Regions from separate parts of the Gossypium hirsutum genome. Here regions 1 and 2 are each linked to region 3. Evidence: chromatin contacts called from public Hi-C data. All regions are on one chromosome and are shown on one strand. Each heading gives the region's core, a stretch centred on a gene start, on an enhancer-like site or on the middle of the called end of the contact. The rest is flanking DNA. Distances are from core to core; before and after follow the strand shown.

Region 1 (2,700 bases), core at 98-2,597, 340 kb before region 3:
ATGGTGTATTTAATTAACCGGTAGCTACCCTTTCCATGTCTGCCTTTTACCTCCCTTGCTTTCACAAAACTTGGTTCTTAAAAGTACAAAACTCTTTACCATGTCTATCTGTTCAGAACTATTTAACAGGCTTTTCCATCCACTTTTATATTAAAAGATTGGTAAAAGTGCTATAGAATTCCTCTATTAGTTGTTTAGATTACAATTTGTGTTCCTGTATTTAAAAAACGGTAGATTAAAAAGTAATTTGGTCAATTCTATTGAAATTTCAATCTATTTCTGTTGTTAACAATTGACATGGCTGACGGAATATAACCAAACAATTACAAGTGGCATGCTTAGTGTACCTCATTCTAATGTATAGGGATCAAATTTTAAAATTATAAATAGATGAAATTTTTAACAGAAGGATCCGTTTGCTTTTTAATTTAACGTATAGGAGCTAATTTGCTCTTTTTTTAGTAAAAGGAAAAAAATATAATCTGACTTATAGTATAAGGGCCTCCATTGCACTTTTACCTATTTTGTTTGATCAAAGCTAGATACTTTTTAAGTAAAGTATTGAATTTAAGTTTTAGGAATGAAGAAAATAGCAGTGGAACAAATTTGGTCCCCAAATCTAATTTGATTTAACTTTGAATTCAAAGGTTTTATGTAACTATGGGACATTGAAGGTGTCGTATAAAAGAAAGGTTAAATTTTGCTATCACTCACTTTATTTTATAAAAAATTGTAGATTTAGTTCTTATACTTTTTAAATTAGTCAATTTTAGTCCTTATATTTTTAAAATTTTGAAATTTTAGTCATCACCCAAATAATAAGAATTAAATTTATTTGGTTAAATTCAATTACTAGTCTAGCACTATGCGTACAATTGTAGATTAGTCTATATTCTCCAATTGTACAATTCTAAGTCTCTATACTTTTCGAAATTTACAATTTCAATCTTGATACAAATGATGGTCATTAATCCATTAACTGGATTTTTAGTGAATAATGAGGAAATAACAAGTTGACATGGTATTACACATATGATAATATATTTGCCACATCAAATTTTAAAAATAATAGAATATAACATAATGGATTTAATAGTTATTCTTTTGGTGAGGACTGAAACTTTAAAATTTAAAAAGTAAAAGGACTAAATTCACAATTTTTGTTAAGTTCAGAGACTAATAACATAATTTAGCCTAAAGAACAGATGTTTAATGGGACCTTATGTGTATATATTACAAAAAAGGATTTTTTTTTCAAATATATTTTTTTAATGGTACTCTTGAAACTGTCTTTCTGCAATGACAGCTTATTAGTAGGGTAGAAAGCACCCATAAAAGCTTCAGATTTGAGACAAAAAAAGAAACCTTGCCATGTGCCCATGTGACTGTACTGTGGGGGACAAGAAGTGAATATATATGTATATATATGTACACTCTAATTTAAGTTGAATTTTAATGCATTTTTATAATTAATAAGAGCTGTTATTTTCATTTTCTCATATATAATACATATTTTAACGTAAGATTTTGGATGAGAGAGAACGATGGCTGGGTTGTTTCGATCCAAATCTTGTGGACTGCTCGGACTCAGTGAGTTAAACCATGCTGCTCCGAGTCCATTCTTTCACCAAACCAAGACGAATGACGATCATGAAGAAGAAGAAGATTTTGCAGAAGATGGGATGAACCCTATTGCTACGACGCCATTGATAAGCTCGAAATCGAAATTTGGTTGTAGTCATGGAGGACGACGAGACAACAACCAATTCCCGTTTGTGGATATATTAGCAGCGTTGTTAAGGAAGTCATTAGTCACTTGCAGTGTGGACACCAACGACATATCTTCCATGGATATTAGCTTACCAACTGATGTCAAGCATGTCTCTCATGTTACTTTCGACTGCTTTAATGGCTTCCTCGGCTTACCTACTGAACTCCAACCTGATGTTCCCTCAAAGGTTCCTAGTGCCAGGTTTGTTTCTTCAAAGCCTTGGATCCATGAAAGTTCTGGTTATGGATTCTAAGAACTCAATTGATCTGTTTCTGTTTATTGCATGTTTACAGTGCAAGTGTTTTTGGGGTTTCTCCTAAGTCAATGCAGTGTTCTTATGATGATAAAGGGAATAGTTTGCCAACAATTCTTCTTATGATGCAGAGTTGTTTTTATGATGAAGGAGGTCTTAAGGTAAGAGTCTTAGCCTATGTTGGTTTAATGACTAAATTATGTTTTAATTGTGTTTCATTTGAAGGCAGAAGGAATATTTCGGATTAATGCCGAAAATAGTCAAGAAGAGTATGTTCGAGACAAGTTAAACAAAGGTATCTTACCGCACGGAATCGATGTCCATTGTTTAGCTGGTTTGATAAAGGTATAGATATATATAAGCATGTCTGGTTTTAAACCTTGGTGATGATTGAATTTGTGCCTTGCGATTCACGGCATATCTGGTTTCGAATTAATGTTTCGTAGGCATGGTTTAGAGAACTTCCTAGTGGAGTGCTCGATTGCCTTACACCGGAGCAGGTGATGCATTGCAACACGGAAGACGATTGCGTTGAGCTTGTGAAGTTGCTTCCTTCAACAGAAGCTGCTTTACTTGATTGGGCTATCAATTTGATGGCAGATGTTGTGGAGTATGAACAATACAACAAAATGAATGCACGCAACATCGCGATGGTTTTCGCACCGAATATGACTCA
Region 2 (2,700 bases), core at 107-2,606, 360 kb after region 3:
AATCACCATTTCTGACACAATTGAAAATTAGGCCGTTACACATTGGACATTACGGAATCCAAGTATATTACACAAATAACTTTCAGCCTCTTTGTCTGCCCCTTTAGAGAAGAAAACATTAGTTTTGTGCGCATTAATGTGATGCCCTGAGTAAGCGCAAAATTTGTCTAGTAATGCCTTAATCAAGCTAGCCTGTTAATTATCAGCATGACAAAAAATAACCAAAAAGTTGCTACATTTTAACTATAAATTAAGCCATTATTTTCTTATATGTACAAAAAGAAAAAAGGTTTTTTCTTTTTTTTTTTGTATTCATTATGGATCACTAATATGAATTGATTGATAAGCCTTGTTTAGAGCATTGATTAGAATTTTTATCTAAATCTTAAATGAGAAGATTCTTATTGTCAAAATAATAAGACATTTTAGTCGATAATGTTTAGACGAAGTCAGCACAGGTTTTGATTAAGCAATGGACAACATACTCATAATTTTCTCTCATCTCTTCATGTTCCTTAATAACCTAGAAATGAAGAAAAAAGAGAAAAACTTAAGCTAGGGTGATTACTATTTTAAACGCAATTTTGGATAGTTTGGAAAGAGGATTTTTCTTGTTTATCAATGAAAAAAATGGGACCAACAAGTGCTGTGGTAATAAAGCACATTGTACTTTTAAGGGGAAAATGAGGTTCAAACCTCGAGAGCAATATTATTAGGTGGGGTAGCCACAAATCCTGAACATAAATCATAAAATAGACATGAAAAATACTAAAAAAATATTAACTGTAATTATTTTCGCTAAGAGAAATAAAAAAAACAAGATGAGAATTTAAAAAAATTATGCTAGAAAGTTTTGGTCCACCAAACATTAACCCTAAGACATGTATTTATTTGTTGGGCACTAATTGCTGTAGCTATAGAGGAATGGAGACATAAAATAGAAAGAGACATTTACAATGGGAGAAAGAAAATGTTTGCATATTCAACTCTTAACTTTTATACATTTTATTAATTTGGTTTTGATTTAACAAACTTAAATCGAAATTACCCATTTTGTTATTTGGTCCGTAAATTTAACAGATTTAACTTGCAACATTTACATATTCCGTAAACATTTACATAAAATATACAAATATCGAAAGCTATATTTATTATTTAACCACTCAAAATTATGTACAATTGATGAAAAACATTAACGACTTGATTAATTGTACTTATTTTTTCACTTTTGAAATTTATAGAGACTAAATTGCTTCAATTTTTTTGAGACGGACCAATATGCTCAACATCAAAATTGAGAGAGACTAGAGAGAAATTTTTACCTTATTTTTATAAAAACGGGCCACTTAGTTCAGTGGGCCTCAGAAATCTCAGGAGCCCCCAAATTAACACCTTTTTCCCTTTAAAACCCCAATTCTGAAACCCTAGCACGAAAAAATACCAGCTTTGAAAGCGGCGCTGCACAGCTTCCCCAAGAACCCATCATTCTCAGATTTTTTCTCAGGTAATAATTCTATTCATTATCATATCTTTTTCTTGTTACTTTTTTCGTGTGATCGTTTCCTTTAAGAATTTCCCAAGAAATTTCTTTTTCTTATATACTCTCAATTTTATTATAGAATATTTATATCGCCTTGTGTTTCAATTGTGTTTTTGTATAGTGTTTAATAGTGAAACGATGTCCACTGTTGGAGAAGCTGCTTGCTCTTACGCTGCTCTTATTCTTTATGATGATGGCATCCCCATCACCGTATCCTTTATGCAATTTAGGGTTTTATGATTTATAATTTGATATTTTTGTCGTTCCTCTGATACGATTATTGAATAAAAGGCGAAAAATTAATTACTGATGTTAAAAGAATGAGAGATTCCTGCCGATGAGGCATTGGTATAGTTGGAAAAAGCGGAGGCCTTGGGTTCTGAGTACCTAAATTTGAGACTATCATGTTTAATAATATCGTGGGGTCTTTGAGTCCCTGTTGATACGTGGGTCTTAGTCTGATATAGTCAGCATTGATCTCAATTGTTCCTTAATCCTTTGTATTGTAATAATTTATTTTACTTTGTGGTTGATTTGACATGTATTTGTATTTTTATACTTTACTTTGTGGTTGTTTTGACATGTATTTGTATTTTTATACTTTAATTTTATCGTACTTGTAACCTTAGAAAAAGAATGAGAGATTTGTCATATGGGTTACTTTTCCTTAACTATGGTTTATAGGCTGAGAAGATTTCTACACTAATTAAAGCTGCAAATGTCTCTGTTGAATCCTACTGGCCAAGCTTGTTTGCTAAGCTTTTTGAGAAGTGCAACATTGAGGATCTCATAACCAATGTTGGAGCTGCTGGTGGTGGTGCCCCAGTAGCTGCAGCTGCACCTGTTGCTGCTGGCGGAGGAGCTGGTGCTGCTGCACCACCTCCTGCTGAGGAAAAGAAGAAGGAAGAACCGGAGGAAGAGAGTGATGACGATATGGGATTCAGTTTGTTCGATTAGGTGTGTTTTGGTCAATTACTAGTTATATAACATTAAGGTAGTGACTCTTTTAGAGTTGTATTGCTATTGGTATTTGCATGTTAATTAGAAATATTACGTTTTTGTTGAATGAAGTTGACACTAAGTAGCTCTTTCTTTTGTGATCTGTTTTTCTGAATCTTCCTACATATAGTAAGTATTATAGATTCTGGACCAATCTTTTT
Region 3 (2,728 bases), core at 146-2,645:
GCTATATTATGTTAAATCCATCCAAAAATAATTCTCAATAAATATGTGATAACTTTAATTTCACAAATCTCCTAAAAACATCATTAATTACTAAAACTAAAAGTAAAACTAAACTACTAATTATTTTAGAAATAAATATAGCGAACAAAATAAAACACCACAAAAATGTGGAATTTTTTTTTGATAATATGAGTTGAAATTAAAAATGAAATAAAAACAATTGTTTAAGAAGCTATGTCCAGCTATTAGGGGTGTTCAATCGGTTAATCAACTCAAATTACCATTAACCGAATTAACCAACCTTTTTAAACCCTTAACCTTTAACTGAACCCAAATTTTTTTCAAAAAAATTAACCGACTTAACCGACCGATTAATTTATATTTCCAAAAAATTAACCGAACTGACCGAATACTTATATATTATAATATTATTTATTAAATTCGATTAATTCGGTTAACCGACTGATTTCGAACCGAATTAACCGTTAAGTAAACTTTCAAAAAATTATTAACCGACCATCGACAGAATTAATTCGGTTAACCGACCGATTAACCGAATTCGATCGGTTAACCGAATTAATTCGGTTTTACCCAAAATTTGCACACTTTTACCAGCCATAACCCAAAAGTCGACCCTGCAGACAAAACTAAGATTTGACTTTCTTGCTTGTGCTTTTAGTTGCTATACTTGGTATTAAAGTACACCTTGTAAATACGAGTCACTGGCCATTTACATGGTTACGTAATTTTTTATGTGGTTAATATTTTAATAAGTTAAATTGCTAATAAGATACTAAGTCAATGACAAAGTTGAAGTACTATTTAGATTTACACCATCGACTTCCACCTTACAATAATCACATTTTCTTTATGTTGATAGTTTTTTTTCCATATATGAATAGCGTTTTTCTATAAAGGAATAAACTAAATAATCAAACCCCTAATTCTTAATGCACACTCTTGCATCTGTAAAAGTTTTCCCAGGCCTACAAGACAGCCCTTGTTTGGAGCATAGTAAACATCTTGGGAAGAAATACACAGTCATTCCAAAGTTCTGGTTAGTCCACTCACTTGAAAACAATCTCAATGGTCTATTCGTATTTTTAACCTTCAAGAACTCTCCACCATTTTTGTATCTTTTGATCACCCCATCGAACACCAAGTTCTGGTTCTTCCCCCAATGCGGCAACGCATCATATTTGAACAAAGCCATTTGCTCGATCTTTTCCAACACGTCCTGGTAAAGCTTAGGAGCCATAGGGTCTTTGCTCTTGTAACAGGTGATGTCGAAATCTACGACGTATTCTTGCTTGCCTAAGTAAGCGGAGGAAGCTTTAACGTAGTGCATGAGGACACTGTTGTAAAGTTCTAGCCCGCACAGTGATTTGGGATCCATGGATACTAGCTCCTTCACATCATGGATGAAGCTTTTGACTACTGATGTAACGCCTTAAATAATTTATTTTTGTTTCTGTAAATATTTAACACAACTATGTATTTGCTTCAGTGGTTAAGTGTTTTGGGCGTGTGTGAGAGGTCTTGGGTTCAATTCCCACTTTGACAATTTTTGTTATTTTTGATCCAAGCCTTACCCTTGTTGAGTGGACTTATAGAAAATTGTCTATTAATTCATATCATAATGAGCCTGCTGGTTCGAGTGGTAAGGGGGTTGTTGTGTTGGAGGTCCTGTGTTTGAATCCTTATATAAGTTGTAGGTGATAATTTTTACTTTGGGCATCTGATAGAAGTTGAAAAGAATCGAAATTCTTGAGTAGTTGGATGTGGATTAGTGGGGAGGATATTAGTCGGATTTTAGTAATTTAAAAGATTTTATTTTATTTTATTTCTTTTAATTATTTTATTTTGTTTTCCCAAAATTCCTTTTCTCTTTTTGACGTTTTCTGTTCCCTTTTTTCCTCTATTCTATTTTCGTCTCTTCCTCTCCTTCTCGATTTTTCCAAATTTGCCTCCTTTTGTGCAAATTTTGACTGTATTGTTCGGTAAGTCTTGTATTGATACGATCTTAGTGTTTCAAGGTTAGTGTTTTAATGGGGGGTTTTGTGTTTATCTCAGTTAGGGGAAGGGTAAGAATCGGTTGGTGCTCCGGCATCAATTTAAGCGTTATGGGTTTCTGTCGTTGGTGGTAAGTATTTGAGTTCATTGTTTGATGTTGTAAGGCTCCGTTTGTGGAATATTTTTGGTTTGAGTTTCACAAGTGTGTACTGAATTTAGGAATTTGGATGTTGTTTCTTAGGTTTGGGTGGTCTGAAGATTATTTTCGTTGCAAAAATGAACTAAGTGTGTACTCGAAATGCAGAAAATTGAGCTTCGACAAAAGCTAAAAAACTATTCTATCGATGCCACACAAGTGTGTGCCTGGCCATGTGGTTGGCCGTGTGTGAGACACGGCCGTGTGGTCGACGAAGGCATGACCATGCACAAGACATGGCCATGTGGTAGTGTGGGTGTGGCTGTATAGGCCATACGGGCTAGGCCAAGTTGGGTTTATGGGCCCACATAGGCATGTGGACCCACCGGGCATGCCACACAAGCATGTGGGTTTTGGGCCAAGCCGTGTGGGTCACACGGGCAAGGCCAATTTGGGCGTGTGGGCACACGGACGCGTGGGCCCATTTTTTTGAAGTTTTTCTTAGGGTTATACGGGTCGTTCCGATCGATTGTGGGCTTATCGTAGAGTCAGTAAGGGCTAACCAAACCCTAAAACTAT

The links. A called contact is a pair of places that touch in the nucleus more often than the background predicts.
Region 1: a Hi-C map of leaf shows a contact between it and region 3, with 3 times the contacts expected there. The contact joins the promoter of LOC107948144 here to the promoter of LOC107919393 in region 3. A contact is called at or near these places in 4 of 34 Hi-C or Micro-C datasets (all in leaf).
Region 2: a Hi-C map of leaf shows a contact between it and region 3, with 2.2 times the contacts expected there. The contact joins the promoter of LOC107923369 here to the promoter of LOC107919393 in region 3. A contact is called at or near these places in 2 of 34 Hi-C or Micro-C datasets (leaf and petal).

The regions. Positions count from the first base shown.
Region 1 is chrA12:82,138,491-82,141,190 of Gossypium_hirsutum_v2.1, forward strand. It overlaps LOC107948144 (rho GTPase-activating protein 5), which reads left to right and starts at 1,348. Exons shown (of 5, transcript XM_016882615.2): 1 at 1,348-1,972; 2 at 2,065-2,185; 3 at 2,250-2,369; 4 at 2,471-2,700. The coding sequence starts at 1,545.
Region 2 is chrA12:82,845,266-82,847,965 of Gossypium_hirsutum_v2.1, forward strand. It overlaps LOC107923369 (60S acidic ribosomal protein P1), which reads left to right and starts at 1,357. Exons shown (of 3, transcript XM_016853570.2): 1 at 1,357-1,504; 2 at 1,662-1,750; 3 at 2,225-2,640. The coding sequence starts at 1,679. The coding sequence ends at 2,497.
Region 3 is chrA12:82,480,298-82,483,025 of Gossypium_hirsutum_v2.1, forward strand. It overlaps LOC107919393 (probable truncated L-gulonolactone oxidase 7, mitochondrial), which reads right to left and starts at 1,396. Exons shown (of 1, transcript XM_016848869.2): 1 at 941-1,396. The coding sequence starts at 1,396. The coding sequence ends at 941.